Regions from separate parts of the Rattus norvegicus genome. Here region 2 is linked to region 1. A link is a contact called in public Hi-C data. All regions are on one chromosome and are shown on one strand. Each heading gives the region's core, a stretch centred on a gene start, on an enhancer-like site or on the middle of the called end of the contact. The rest is flanking DNA. Distances are from core to core; before and after follow the strand shown. Region 1 has its middle 450 kb from the start of Nyap2. Region 2 has its middle 410 kb from the start of Irs1.

The links. Hi-C and Micro-C count contacts between places; a contact is called where the count stands out from the background.
Region 2: a Hi-C map of the A7r5 cell line shows a contact between it and region 1, with 2.3 times the contacts expected there. The contact joins two enhancer-like sites. A contact is called at or near these places in 2 of 12 Hi-C or Micro-C datasets (the A7r5 cell line and the Rat2 cell line).

Annotation. Positions count from the first base shown.
Region 1 is chr9:90,303,957-90,306,656 of GRCr8, reverse strand. No RefSeq gene overlaps it. Among named protein-coding and RNA genes, the nearest start is that of Nyap2, 450 kb to the right of the region's middle. Within about 2 kb of position 1,431, at least 12 of the 93 cell types and tissues checked have an H3K27ac peak or open chromatin away from gene starts, as enhancers often do. A contact at or near this core is called in the A7r5 cell line, where this site is marked.
Region 2 is chr9:90,645,409-90,648,162 of GRCr8, reverse strand. No RefSeq gene overlaps it. Among named protein-coding and RNA genes, the nearest start is that of Irs1, 410 kb to the left of the region's middle. Within about 2 kb of position 1,427, at least 4 of the 93 cell types and tissues checked have an H3K27ac peak or open chromatin away from gene starts, as enhancers often do. A contact at or near this core is called in the A7r5 cell line, where this site is marked.

The DNA of each region.
Region 1 (2,700 bases), core at 182-2,681:
GCAGGCATGCGCAGACAGGCCAAAAATAATGCAGCGGCCAGGCTAGTGCAACTCTCTCTCCTAGCTCACCTGTGGTAGCTCAAAAGCTGTGTGGGTGGAACATGACAGATCTACCCTTTGCTTGGGTCCGATGGTTAGTATTCAAGGTGCTTGTGACAAGATTCTTTCTCCACTGCAGTCATCAGAAAAGACAAAGGAGAAGTTGTTAACATGTACCTAAGAAGTCACCCAGGGCCACTCTTCTCAAACACTTCTTGCTAGCAGGCTGTTTGGAGAGGTTCCTAAAGTTTTGGAGAGCTAGTGCTGTACTTGCTGGACAGGGCTGATGCACCAGACCTTGAGCCACGATGTCATGATTCCTTTGGAAACTGTTGAGTTGGCTACAATAAAAGCATGGTGGGCTGATTCGGTTTGTACTCACCATGCTTTGGCAACATGAAGATGCGAATTGCCTTTCTTAAAGCACAGCTTTGAGCTGCTGGGATACCTAATATCACAAAAATCTCTAGACCAGCCCTGTCGATTCCCAGGAGAGAGGGCCTGGGAGCTATCCTCCATCTGACACCAGGACACGGTTCATACTAGCAATGACGAAGGTGACATAACAGAAAGCATTAGATTGACCAAACTCAATTTGTTTGCTCTCTGGAATTTTATCGACCATCTAATGGAACCAATGGAGTAGATATCTGGCCTGCTCCCCTACACTGCAGTAACCAAATATCTGGACAGAACTAGAGCACAGCGGCTGAGGCTGAGGGTAGGAGCAGAAGCCAGGGAACTGAAACTTTCACCACAGGAGGCCTTGGCTCCCGGGTGACATGGCATTGCTAGATTCTGAGAAATCTTTGAAGTGCACATGTCTCCAAAGAAACTAATAATGTAATTCTAGATGTCTACATTTGTTTCCTTAGATACATAACACAGCACAAACAATTTGGTTGCAGTTTTAGGGGCAGTTGTTTATAGTTAAATTAAGGGGCCTTTTGAAAACCAGGAGATGGGCCGATAGCCCTCAAAGATTTAAGCAGGAACCACAATTGAAAATTATAACCTAGCTTGCTTACAAGGCTATTTTTAGCTCATTCGTCTGCTTCTGAACATATTTCTCCAGTTTATTCCTATAATACATTTCTGTTGGTCACAGAGGCTTCTCTCCCGGCTATGCTAACATGATGCTTTACTGAGACCAAAGACAGAAATGAATCAAGAAGATGAAAGGGTAACAAGGAGTTAAAGGGCCGTGCATCACTCTCAAAGAAAGCCTCCAAAGTTTCCACAAGGAAGAGTTCTGCACACTGAGAACTTTCTTTACATTCATCCAGTCTTGAGAAACCTTTAATGTCTGCAGTCAAATGAGCTAACCCTGTGTGGATGGGGAAAGGCCCTGAGTCATGCAATTCAAAGCAAGTAAGCGAGAAAAGCTGGGCCAGGCTGATGAATGGCTGTGTATTCTAACAGGGTGAGGTCATGCATTTTCCCCATGAATAGCTATCTCCCTTTTTACTATTGACTACATCACCCATTTTATTTGGGATTATTTTGTTTGGGTGTCAGGGACATTTGTTCTCGTGACTACCCTTCCCCCATAGAAACCAACATTTTATCTATAAACACAAGACACTGAACCCTTTGAAGCAGGTAGGCCCAGAGCTGTTCAGCTGTTGCCCTTGACCTAAGAGAACTTGCATTTTTTCCCCTCCCGTTTCTCAGCTCAGATTCTATTTTCCTGCCAGCATAACACGGTGGCCAGTCTCATGAAGGGTTTGCCACTTGTGCTGAATTGGCTGAATCTCTGCAAATATTTGACATACATTTAATAAGTGTCACCTCAAGCTCTAAGGGTTTACTCGTGCTGCATGCATTCCCCTTGGTTGAACGGGCAGCTTCATTCGAGTCAGACAGAAGTGTGTAACAGAGTGTGTGTGTGTGTGTGTGTGTGTGTGTGTGTGTGTGTGTGTGTGTGTGTGTTTGTGTACGAATGTGATATTCAAAAGGTAATAAACTGAAAAGCCGTATTTCATCTTCATTTTTAGCTTTAGCTTTAAAGCAGACACAAAGAAAACCAAAGCAGTTACGGATCGGGTTTTTAATCTAGTTATTCGCTCCAAGTATGTTCCCCAACTGCTTTAGTTTTTTATCTAGGGATAAGAGAGGTACAAAGAGAAGAGAGGGGGAAGTGAGCCTGTTCACCATCGCTTTTGGCTATGAAGCAGTGCTGACCATGGGCTGCTCTAATATTAACTGCATTGTAGTTTTATTGTATCATTGTTGTTTTTGGCTGTGTTCATGAAATTCCCATGTTATGACCTAAAATGAACTGGAGAAAAGTGTTTGGTGGTATAGATGGCACAGAAATAAACTTCCTTTTGACTTCCTGCTTTCTCTCAGTGTGTTTGGTGTACTTACTGTGCTTCACTTTCAATACATAATATAAAATCTTAGAAAACTGCCATTAAATAATCATAAGATAAAGTAACGAATATTTGAGAAATACATACTCTCTGTGACATATAAGCAATATTTGGCATGATGAACTCCAGATTTTCAATTGTTTTCAGAAACCTTACTATCTAAACATATAATCTTAATTTTGGAAGTGCATTTCAAAATAAAGTAGAAACAAGTATTTTTGAGCACTGGTTAACATAGTATGATTCTCTATAAAAAGCAAAGTAAATAAATGTCTTAAAATAATAT
Region 2 (2,754 bases), core at 178-2,677, 340 kb before region 1:
GGGAGGGAGTGGGTGGGTGGGTTACCTCATAGAAGCACTGGGAGATAGTGAATTTATGGAGAAGAAACTGGGAAAAGGGATAATATTTGAAATGTAAATTTAAAAATCCAATAAAAGAAAAAGAAAAAAATGGTAAAAAAAAAATGGATCACATGGAATATTGTCCGGAGAGCACTTAAAATTTGTGGGAAGTGGGAATTGATGGAAATGTTTCCTGGTACTACTTCTTTGGCTTTGTATTATTATTATTATGTCTTTACTGACATGGACTGGAAAACACGGGCAAGGCTGGAGTGCGGATTTTTAGGAACTAGTCGATATGCAGCAAAGAGCCAAAGCCCAAAGCTCCTCTGTGTTGAAGAATTGCCTAGGAAGAGTTTCCATTTGAATTATTTAGATTTGTTTTTATTGAAGAATTCAAAATAGTCCAAACTTGAGTTTAGTAAAAGTTTCAATTACTATTTAAAATTAGCCATATTTTAAGAGAAATAAGCCTACATGTGTTAAAGGCTGATTTAGGAAAATCAGCGTCTCCTATGCTATCACCTGAGATCTCGCTCCTTAGAAGTTCTTCAGAACCTAAATGTAGCCTGATGTCTACACTATAGATGGGGCACTGATGAACTGGATCATAGGGGGTCCTGATTCATCACCACACAAATGACCTGACGGCTTCTGTGCTAGACTACATAACCAGCTGAGGACACAGGAATGCTTACTGATTTCCTTTTCCTTTCTAGAACATCTGAATACATCTTATTTATTTATGACTTATATTCCCCTCTCACCTTATAATATTACTGAAATATCCCTCCTAGCAAGTACCTGCTTCTCAGCCTGACAGAGTGAGTCGAAATGATCTCATTATGAAAGGAACTTCCCAGTCCATTCTAATGACTGTAACAGGGTTATAGGGCCTGGAACATTAGTAACAGGTTCGTTTATATTCATTCCAATCCCTGGGTTATTTCATCAGACTACTCGCCAACTGGTCTGTAAATAATGACTTATTCTTCACTCTATCCCCAACTTAACTTAACACACATCTCAAAGTTTTAGCTCAATAGATATTCTTCTGAGTGAATGAACACCTTTTTCCCCCCAAAGGTGCAGTGAAAGTCTACACAGCAGGCTGCGGAAGAACCAGGCTTCTGGAGTGACTATGTGGCCTGACTCTCTCTGCCCTCTAGTTTAGATAGAAACTGGGCTTTCAACACTCATAGCGTGCTTTCTTCATTCTTGTAGACAACAAATGAAGGCTGCTGTGAAAAGAGTCTTGTGAAAAGAATGCATATGTCAAGTTCTAAAATATGCAGCGCCACGAGTCATGAGGATTGACACACAGACAGGATCTATGTAAATGAATTAGTGATCAAAGATAAACTTGTTAGGAAGGCAGACTTCCCCTGGCACCACTCTATACATTCTTGAGATTGTCACTGCATTATTCATGGGAAGAAAGTGTTCATGGGTCTTGGTGTTCATATACTTATTTTTATAGCCTACAATAGTCTTTGGTGGTATCTTTTTAATATATTCTTAAGGGCAGGATTTAGAACATTTTGTGATAAGACAATTTGACATACACTATTTAAAGGAATGAGTTAAGGAATCATGCTGCCGAGTTTCAAATTCCAATGCTGACTTGTTATAGAAACTCACTAAGCCTGCTTTGAGTGGTCAGCCCAGGAGTAGTACACACACAAGAAACCCTAAATAGACCCAGGGATCTGTATTTATATATTTATCTACATGTTTTTATATTTATGCAATGCATATATATGGATTTACATATATATCCTGATGATATATCTGGCTATATTATATATAATATATATAATAATGTAAAAATAAAATAATGTAAAACATTCTGAGAGTTCACATTAGAGAGATTGCACACAGGAATCTACAGGGTCCTCCAGGTCCTACTCAATATCAGCCCACCATAATAGAGCCACCAATCCTACACTCTGTGACTTGACACAGCACATGTTCATTGTAAAGCTCAAGAGACTTTAGGTAGATGCTTCCGGCTGGACTGGAAAGCACGTTCTCCTGGGCAGGCTTCTCTTGTCTGTCTGTAGCTCAGTTGGCCACTGTGAGCTGGTTTAGGATGATTTTTAGGTTTTCGACACAGAGGAGAGACAGAAATGTGAAAGGTCCATTTCAAGTTTCTAGAAAGTCCTATCTAGAAGAAGTTCTTGGTGTAAAGTGAGGCTTTCTCAGAATTCAGATGATGACAGATCACTGACTCAGGTAAGGTGACGGGGCCAGCTGATATAACATGGTGGGATGATATTGACTAGGACATGAGGAGTCTCATAGGTGCCTATGTGGAATCCCTCTAATGTGAAATTCAACTGAAATAGTTCGACTTTGGTAGATCTTCCCTGTCTCATCAGCCTCCACTCCTTCCCTTCTTACTGCAGTTAGTCCCTCTCCAAATTATATTTATATTAATAAATGAAATTTTGCTAGAAATTATTCAGTCTTGGGTTTACATGATTTTTTTTTAAGGAAAGGTCCCTTACTGTCACCATGGATAAGGTTTCTCTTCATTACTTGGGTCTCATGTTAGAAGCCATCACTTTAGAAAATGTATTTAATGTCACCAAGTAAAGGCTAAGGGACTCTTCTCTGTGTGCTCATGACACTCCTGTCTCCCTTTTCAGACACTGAAGGCCATTGTCTATTTTTCAGCTTTATTTCTTGGGCTCATGTTCCTAGAGACCCAAGAATCTATCTGTGTTTTGT